3 separate regions of the Sus scrofa genome follow, and regions 1 and 2 are each linked to region 3. A link is a contact called in public Hi-C and promoter capture Hi-C data. All regions are on one chromosome and are shown on one strand. Each heading gives the region's core, a stretch centred on a gene start, on an enhancer-like site or on the middle of the called end of the contact. The rest is flanking DNA. Distances are from core to core; before and after follow the strand shown. Region 1 holds the start of ANKRD63 (ankyrin repeat domain-containing protein 63). Region 2 holds the start of KNSTRN (small kinetochore-associated protein). Region 3 holds the start of C1H15orf52.

Evidence for each region. Promoter capture Hi-C pulls out the DNA fragments that hold promoters and counts their contacts. Hi-C and Micro-C count contacts between places; a contact is called where the count stands out from the background.
Region 1: a promoter capture Hi-C map of liver shows a contact between it and region 3, with 2.9 times the contacts expected there. The contact joins the promoter of ANKRD63 here to the promoter of C1H15orf52 in region 3. A contact is called at or near these places in 1 of 5 promoter capture datasets (liver), 4 of 47 Hi-C or Micro-C datasets (embryonic fibroblasts, epiblast stem cells, fetal heart ventricle and 1 more) and 2 of 2 datasets of contacts at active chromatin or transcription factors (alveolar macrophages and skeletal muscle).
Region 2: a contact with region 3 is called in a Hi-C map of liver, with 2.9 times the contacts expected there. The contact joins the promoter of KNSTRN here to the promoter of C1H15orf52 in region 3. A contact is called at or near these places in 5 of 47 Hi-C or Micro-C datasets (embryonic fibroblasts, epiblast stem cells and liver) and 2 of 2 datasets of contacts at active chromatin or transcription factors (alveolar macrophages and skeletal muscle).

The regions. Positions count from the first base shown.
Region 1 is chr1:131,031,024-131,033,898 of Sscrofa11.1, reverse strand. It overlaps ANKRD63 (ankyrin repeat domain-containing protein 63), which reads right to left and starts at 1,280. Exons shown (of 1, transcript XM_021097815.1): 1 at 1-1,280. PLCB2 (1-phosphatidylinositol 4,5-bisphosphate phosphodiesterase beta-2) reads right to left here. Exons shown (of 32, transcript XM_021097762.1): 32 at 2,035-2,875.
Region 2 is chr1:130,928,683-130,931,578 of Sscrofa11.1, reverse strand. KNSTRN (small kinetochore-associated protein) reads left to right here and starts at 1,407. Exons shown (of 9, transcript XM_005659751.3): 1 at 1,407-1,970; 2 at 2,134-2,228. The coding sequence starts at 1,762.
Region 3 is chr1:130,972,939-130,975,942 of Sscrofa11.1, reverse strand. It overlaps C1H15orf52, which reads right to left and starts at 1,308. Exons shown (of 12, transcript XM_003353393.4): 1 at 1,239-1,308; 2 at 1,151-1,236; 3 at 246-359. The coding sequence starts at 1,293.

The DNA.
Region 1 (2,875 bases), core at 31-2,530, 58 kb before region 3:
CTGGAAGCCGCGCCACTCACCGGCACCCGGGGCAGCCCCGCTCCCCTGCTGAGACGGTGGCGCCAGCCGTGCGCGGCTGCCTCCAGCCCTGGCGGGGCGCGCCGCTCCTCAATCTGCTGGCGCCGCTTCTCCGCCTCCTCCCCTCTAGCGGGGGCCGGGCCACACCAGGGCGCTTGCTCCATACTTGGGGGGCTCGGCGGCAAGGGAGCGGCAGCCCGGCTGGGTACCTGGCTTTATAGCCTCAGGGGTCTCCATGGCAATAGCTGCCCTGAAAGCGGGCAGGCAGTCAGGGCAAAAACTGACGGGGCGGCGGAGACCACCCCTGACCCCCCCCCCCACTTGGGCCAAGACGTCGGGGAGCAGCTCCTCCTCCGCGCTTCCCCGGGGCTGCGGCGGCGGGGGCTGGGCTGGGGATGCACGCAGGGGGCCACATGCATTCGACCGGGCCAATCCCAAAGTCACAGTCTTCTCTCCCCACCCTCCACCCCTAGCGGAGTCGGTATCCTGGGCTCCTTAGAAACTAGCGGGACTCCGAGCCCGTCGAGGAAGACGAGGGCCACCCCTAGCGGTACGGGTGTAAGGAAATGGGACCTCATGAAGCAGAATTGGACCATAAGCGAGCTGGAGTTGGCGGCGAAAGGCAGACCGGGAGTAAATCACTCGCCAAATCGAAGGAGGGGGTACTTGCGCTGCGCGGGTTTGGGGGTGCTCAGCCTGCCTGCGATGTGCCACTCGAAGCGAATCACTCACGCACACACAATTGTTCCGCACACGCTCACTCGGCTCAGGGCTGGGGGTGGAGAAGTGCATGCTCCAATCTCAGACGTCTCCAACCCCGACAACGTGCCCGCCTGCCAGCTCCTGAGAAGCTGCCAGAGCCGAGACGCAGCGACCGAAGCGGGAGTCTTGGGATCTGGGAATGCTGCAGTCGCGTTAGCAACTCCTCCTCGCTGCCGCCCCAGAAAGAGTGAGGAACATGCAGGGCTCCCCCCAGGGTCCCTGTCTCCCTCTCAAGCAGAAAACAACTCCGAGACCACAGAGCTCTGACCGTGACCACTAGCTGACCCCTTCTAAGAGGAAGAAGAGAGCACGAGTCTATAGGGCGTGGGAAAACCACTACATACCCTCTCCCTGGCCCGCTGCTCTGCTCTGGGGGCGAGGGAGGGGTGCGCAGGCCTTGGTGGAGGGGAGACAGAGCGCCTCAGAGCTGCAGAGGGTGGGAGGGTGTGTAGAGCTGGAATGGATATTTGTGAAGTAAGAAGTGAGTCAGGTAGCGACCACAGAATTTACTGAGACTTGTCATGAGCCCGGTATTGAGTTTCCAGCTGTGGGAAGTACAGAGGGGGAAGTTTGGTTCAGGATAGAAGAGACCCCTCTTAAGCAAGAAGACAAAACTGGGACGTTTAAAAAAAAAAAAAAAGAATTTATCGCCTGGGGGCTGAATAAGTCTGTTAAAGACAAAACCAAGACCATCCCTAGATGAAAAGGTGAAGTGGTGCGGAAGGGAGATAGGGTCTTCTGAAGACAGGGCTTCTGAGATGGTCTTCAAGGATGTGTGGGCTCTGGCTGTTAAGCAAAGCAGACATTCCAGCTCGGGTTACTGAGGCAAGGGCATGGAAGCAGGAAAAATACTTTGAGGGGATAGTGTTGAGGGCTGCTTTAAGGAGTCCTTGCCTATGAAAGACAGGAAATTAAGGGAAGAATAAAGGTGTCCTCAGCCTGGGCACAGCAGTAATCAGAAGCTTTGCAGCAGGTCTGCCTGAGGGAAGGTATGGCTTCTGGGAAAAGCCAGTGGGCCCAGATGAGGGAGGGGCAGACAGGGCATGAGGCCCTGCTCCATGAGCCTTCCTCTCCTCTCTCCAGCTCCCTGGCTCCAGGGATGCCAACATGGAGCAGGGGCTCCCCCTCCTCTCTTTCCTGGGGGGAGCATGTGATGGATGCCTGTGTGTGTACATCGTGAACCCCCCCCCTTTTTCCTTTTGGTTGATTTTCTCTCATGGTGTCACAGAAAGGTCACAGTATTTGACAGCAGAGTTAAGTCCTAGTTTGAAGGAATTTACTAGCAGTGTGGCTCCAGGCCTGCATTCTCTCATCTGCAAAAGGAAACCCATAACACCAGCCCTGCTGACTGCACGCAACAGCAAGCTGGAGAGTGTCAGGAAAAGAGCTGCACAGTTTTTCAGAGCTCAAAAAGCCCAATCCCACTCCCAGACCTGGAAGTCCCTCCTCAGTGTCACCCAGGATGGGTATAGATTCTCCAACTCCAGGAAGGATGTAGAAACGTTCTCCCTGTTTACTCAGGTAGTAGAAGAGAAGGCTTTCTTTCTTTTGTGACTCAATTTCCCTTTTTTGTAGCATGAAGGAAATTTCTTTCTTCCTTTCTTACTGTTTCCAGGGCTAGGGGAGGGGGCGCCCTAGGAATCTGTGTGTGGCAGGCCAGCCTGACAAGCCAGGCAGTGACACCTCCAGGTGGAGGAGAGAAGCAGCAGGAACATGGAAGGGGGCACTGGTCCCAAAGAGCCATGCCCCTCCTCCCTGAGCCTCCCAGAGACATCTCAGCCTCACTGATGTCCCTGTTTTCTGTGGCGGATAGAGACAGTGCAGGGAAGAAGAGGAGCTGGGGCAGGACCTGGTCTGTAAGAGGGTGCCAGGCTGGGTCCTCTTGCAGGGTCCTCTTTGGAAGGAGCAGCCCTTTCTGTTGCTCCAGCTAGCAGTGCCATCCCAGTCCTGGCCTGGCTGACCTGTGGGGGGGGTGGGGAGCAGGGGGTATTGCCAGGTCTCAGGCCCTGGAGCCTTTGCTCTGACTTGCCTGTGGGCTCAATATGTTCTGAGCAGAAAAGAAATAGCAAAGATGAAAAAAAGCTGCGACTCTGCT
Region 2 (2,896 bases), core at 158-2,657, 44 kb after region 3:
CCGCTTGACAGCTCCACTGGAATGTCTCAAAGGCATTTCAGATTTACCATGTTCAAAGCTGAATTTTCAGCCCCCACCCCCCCAAACACAAAATAATGACTCTATCCACACAATTATTCAAGCCTGGGAGTCATCCTTAAACTATCCCTCTTCCTTACCCCTCCTTCCCCCATATCCAGTCTAATACTGAGTCCTGAGATTCTGCTTCCAAAAGCTGTCTTAAGTGCGTCTGCCTCTCTCCATCTCCACCACCACTATCATCTCAGCCAAACCACCATCATCTCTCACTTGATTAATTACAGTAGCCTCCCAACTCTCTCTAATTTCACTCTTGCTCTCCTTCAGTCCATTCTCCATGGAGTAGTAGTCACAGTGAACTTTTTAAAATATAAATTGAATGGCACCCTCCTGCTCTAATACTTCAAAGACTTCTAATTACTCTTAAGGAAAAAAATCTCTTTATATTTGAACTACAACCTGGTTATCTTTGGTCTACAAAGATAGACCATTTGACTGTCATTTGACTGCTTATCTCTCCAGCTTTGACGGTGACATTCTTCTCCCATCTTTTTTCGTCCCTCTAGGAAAAGCCCATTCCTACCTTGAGATTTCACATTTCTCTCCTCTTCCCCCATTGTTCACCTGATTAACTCCTCCTCATCCTTTGTTAGTCAAACATCACCTCTGATGTCTTCCTTGAACTACAATTTAAACTAGGTTTTGAGAGTTCCCATAGTGGCTCAGCAGGAACAAACCTGACTAGTAACCATGAAGACAAGGGTTTAGTCCCTGGCCTCACTCAGTGGGTTGGGGATCTGGCATTGCCATGAGCTGTGGTATAAGTTGCAGAAACAGTTCAACATTGCTGTGGCTGTGGCATAGGCGGGCAGCTGTAGCTGCAATTTAACTCCTAGACTGGGAACTTCCATATGCAGTGGGTGCGGCCCTAAAAAGCAATAAACAAACAAACAAACTAGGTTTCCTTGGAGTTCCCTGGTAGTGCAATGGGTTAAAGATCCAGAGTTGTTACTGCTCATTGTTCTGGGGTACATTCCATCCTGGTCCGCATGCTGCACGTGCTGCCAATATAAATAAATTAAAATAAACTAGGTTTCCTTGCTTTTCCCTCTTCCCTCATAGTTTTACTACAGTTGGTAAATATAAACTTTTTTTTACAGCTGAATTGAGACACATTGACTAGTTTATGAGATTATTTGCTGTTTCCTAGAGGGCAGAGTCCAGGAGGTTAGACTTTTTTTTTTTTTTTTTTTTTTTTTGTCTTTTTAGGGCCGCACCTGTGGTTAGGGGTCGAATGGGAGGTGCAGCTGCCCGCCACAGCCACGTGGGATCCGGGCCACGTCTGCCACCTACACTGCAGCTCAGGGCAACTCCAGATCTTTACCCACTAAGCCGGGCCAGGGATGGAACCCGCATCGTCATGAATACTAGTTGGTTTCTTAACTCTACCATTCTCCACCCCGTAAGGTGTAGTTTTCGGCCCACCCACCTCTATGCTCCTGGCAATTGAGCATCATGCAACACCCCTGACAATCACAGACCAAATAAAGAAAAGGATTGTGACATGAACTCTAAAGGTGACTGCGTTTGCGTCCCAAGGCCAGAATATGACGCTGGTAGGTTCATAGCTCCATTCAAGTCGGCGAAGTGCACCACTCCCCTCCCCCGCCCAGACCTGGGGGCTCTCACACCCATCGCCAGGAAGCTCAAGCTCGCCCCTCCACTCTGGACCTTCCGTACAGCATGGCAGCCCCCAAAGGCGTCACCCATAGTAGTGGCTTCCGTACAACATGGCTGCCTACAGGGAGCTCACCGCACCCCCTCCCGCCAGGCCACCGGAAGTTTCCATTTGAAACCGAGGCGGCGGACTCTGTCGGCGCTACGGCAGTTGCTGCCCGGCATCTTTTGAACTCGAGTGACGAGGCCTGCGGGCAGGAGCAGCAGGCGCCTAGGTTCGGCTCTCCTGGGTCTGGAGACTGGCTGGGTGTAGGAGGCCCATGGGATGGACTGGGAATTGAAGAATTTTCTCTATTCCACGTCGTGCTCTCCTGGGGCCCTCCGTCAGCTTGGGTTCCCTGGGCCAGCCCTGGGTAACATTCAGCTTGTGCCTTCCAGGCCCCAGTCGTGCTGCCTCGTTACGATGACCAGCGTGGTTAAGACAGTGTACACCCTGCAGCCCACTTCTGTGCTGAGCAGCTGTCTGGCCGCAGGTGGGTGCCTATGCCGTCCCCACCCCCGCCCCCAGGGCGCTGCCTGGGGTGGTCAGGCCAGGGAGTACGAGGAATCAAATTGGCAGCTGAGAATGGAGGGTGTCGGCAGGGAAGGGCATTCTGTCGGCTCTGAGAGCCCACTAACTCCCTTAGAACCGGACTGTCTAGACTTATGGGAGTTAGGGAAAGAGCCAGATGGTGGGACTTTGTAGATTCGCCCTATATCCGGATTCCCCCAAGCTGAGCATTCACCAATTAGATTTAAGTTGATGATTATTTTATAGTGTTATCCCATTAAGCTAGGAATCCCTTTTTAAACATTTGCCAGTTTTATTTCCAGACTTGGGGTATCTGGAGGTACTGGGTTTGTTGTGACTGAGGGGAAAAGAGAGTCATTTGAAAGACAGGATACTTATTAGGGAGAAGCAGTCGGTTCACATGGTATCTGGTTCACATTTGTAACTGTACAGTGTGTCTCACATAGAACATAATAAACATTTTTTTGGGTGAAGTGAGAGAGAAGGGACAGGCCTAGCTAGTATTTGGGAACCTTGGAAGAAGAGACATGGTTAAAAGCAATGTTTGATTGCTTTGCCATCAGGCTTTGTGTTCTTTGGTTTGTGGTTGCAAGTCATCGCCTAGAGCCTGCAGGTGTGGAGCTGCCTAAT
Region 3 (3,004 bases), core at 59-2,558:
CCAGATGCACAGAGACAGAGACACTGACAGGCCTACACAGAGAAACACCGGTGAGACACCAGGGGCAGAGGCACCCCATCATGGGGTCCCCAAGACCCTCTCAGAGCCTCTGAGATGGAACACACCCACCCTACTCCTGGCCCCAGGCCCAGAGCCTGCAGGGAGAGATCACCATGCAGGGGTCTGTAGGTCAGATCTCGAAGGCCAACTCAGTCAGTCCTCCCGGCCCGTCACAGCCCACTCACCTGGTACCTGCGCAGTAAGGCCTGGTTCTTCTTGCGAAGGGCAACTATCCTCCGGTCCAGCTCTGCATCCTTCTCCTCCTGCCTGCTCATCGGGGACTCAGCCCCATGAGGCCCCTGCTGAGGGCAGGGGGCCCAAGCTCCTGACTCCTGGGCCCAGGCCTTCCTAGGTCCTCAGCTTTCACATACCCACCCAACCATACTCTTACCACCCAAAGAAGAGACCCCAGACCCAGAGCTAGGGTCCCATGGAAGGCCCCAAGCCCCCACCCCGCTAGACCTGCCTGTCCATCTCTCTGCCTCCTCCGGGGTTCAGGTTAGGGCCTCATATCCAGGCCCGCAGCTCCCAGCACTGGCTGCCCCTCCCCCAGGCTCTCCAGGGAGCGCCACTGCTGAGCAGAGCCTGGAATGGGAGTTATAAATGGCTCTGGCAGCGGAACCTGCCGTGACTGGGAAGTTGCCAGGGGATTCAGGAGGTCGGGGGGAGCTGTTTGGCTCCCAGGCCCAGAACCGCAGTGAAGAGAAAGGTCCCTACTCCGTCCTGGGCTCCCAGGCCCTGCACCCCACTCCCCAGGCCTGTGCCCAGCTTGTGGGAAAGAAGCGCTCCCACAGGCCCAACCTCTCTAGGCTGCGAGCTGCTGGCAGTCGGGGCAGGAAGGAGCCGGCTCCATGGGCAGGCCCAGCCCAGGAGGCGCCCTGGGAACAGGGTGCCTCGGCATTGAGATCCCTGGGTCCCTCTCTTCTGGCTGCTGAGATTCCGTTGTGGCCAATGCCCCTGCCCAGCTCCCCCACCCGCCCCGGCACAGCCCTCTTCCTCCCAGGCCCAGCTGTCCCCAGCTGCCCCAGAGTGTGGCCGCCTGATGTCCCAGCCCCAAGAAGCCCCCCGCCAAAGGCAAGGTGCCACTCACAGCCGAGTGCATGGCCACAGAGGGCACCGAGAGAATTCCAGAACAGTCTTGGGGGAGCCAGAGCGGGAGGGAAGCCGGAGCCACAGAGCCGGGCCTCTGCCGGTCTCTCCCTGCCGGCTTTGCAGCTCAGCACACGAGATCATGTTGTGATTACAAAAGACTCCTCTGGGCTCCCAGCCAGGAACTCCGCGGCCACTGCCCCCACCCATCCACTCTCAGAGGGCGAGGACCCAGGGCACCAGCAGCCAGCTGGCCCTGCCCGGCACCTCCCTGCCCCAGCGTCCCCAGACAGACTGGTAGGGGTTTCTTCCTGGCAGGCTAAGCCCCCATAGAGGGCCTGGCTGCCCCAGGCCCTGTGACCCAGTAACACCCCTGCCTGGTCCTGCTTGCAGACAGAGGGGCACCTAGGAGGCCTCTGTCCCTCCCATTAGTAGATAAAGACCTACAGCCCAGCCCACTGCACTCCCTGGTATGAGGGACCACCCCCACCCCCCACCCTCAAAATGAGCCTCACCTCACTCTCCTCATCTGCGCTGATTTAAGTAATTCAAAGGGATCAAGAAGCTCACTTTCCCTAAGCCACCAAGTACTACTGCATACCTAAAATAACACTATTAGTCATGCATTCCTTAGGTGGAACATAGCCTGTATTTTATTTTGATTTTTTTTTCTTTGTAGGGCCTCACCTGCAGCCTATGGAAGTTCCCAAGCCAGGGGTCAAATTGGAGATGCAGGTGCCAGCCTACACCATAGCCACAGCAATAGGGGATCTGAGATACATCTGTGATCTATGCCAGAATTTGCAGCAACGCCGGATCTTTAATCTAATGAGTAAGGCCAGGGATCAAATGCACATCCTCAAGGACACTATGTCAGGTTCTTAACCCATGGAGCCACAACAGGAACTCCTGGCCTGTATGTTAAAGTACAGCTGCTTCCCTTGCTATGGGGAAATTCCTGCAGGGCCTGTGCCACCACAGCTCAGGCTCCTGACTCTGGGCCCTTCCTGGCCATGTTCTCCGGGGATAGTCCTTTCAGCCTCTCGGATCCTGAGAAAGGATGCAGCTTTTCTTGGGAAAATTTCTCCCCACATCTTCCCAGTACACCTGAGGCTGCTGTCTCTGCTCAAGGGAGCAGCTTGTCTGGTGATCCCAACCCTTAGATCCCAACCCTTGGTATCAGGAGCACCTGGTTCAATAGTAATATGTCCTCTGGAGTTCCCACCGTGGTTCAGCGGAAACAAACCCAACTAGTATCCATGAGGATGCAGGTTCGATCCCTGGTCTCACTCAGTGGGTTAAAGATTCGGCATTGCTGTGGCTGTGGTGTAGACCAGCAGCTGTAGCTCTGATTTGACCCCTAGCCTGGGAACTTCCATATGCCCTAAATGGGGCCCTAAAAAAAAGAAAAAAGGGCAGAAAAAAATTAATACAAAATAGTAACATGAAGAGTTCCCATTGTGGTGCAGCGGAAACAAGTCCGACTGGCACCTCTTCCTCCCTCCTCCCTGGTAGTATGGGAAGAGGGAAAGGGGCTGGGCTGCCATGTTTCACCCTATGCCTTCCACTGCGCCAAACGGAAGGCCCCCTGGTGGCGTTCTTCCAATTTACAATGGCCTGTTGGGATCACAGCCTTTGCCCTTTTCCAGAGCATATATAGCGTCATCCCACTTGGTTATTAAAATAATTATAAGGAGTTCCTGTCATGGCGCAGCAGAAATGAATCCGACTAGGAACCATGAGGTTGCGGGTCCGAACCCTGGCCTCACTCAGTGGGTTAAGGATCCGGTATTGCTGTGAGCTGTGGTGTAGGTCACAGATGCAGCTCGGATCTGGCATTGCTGTGGCTCTGGTG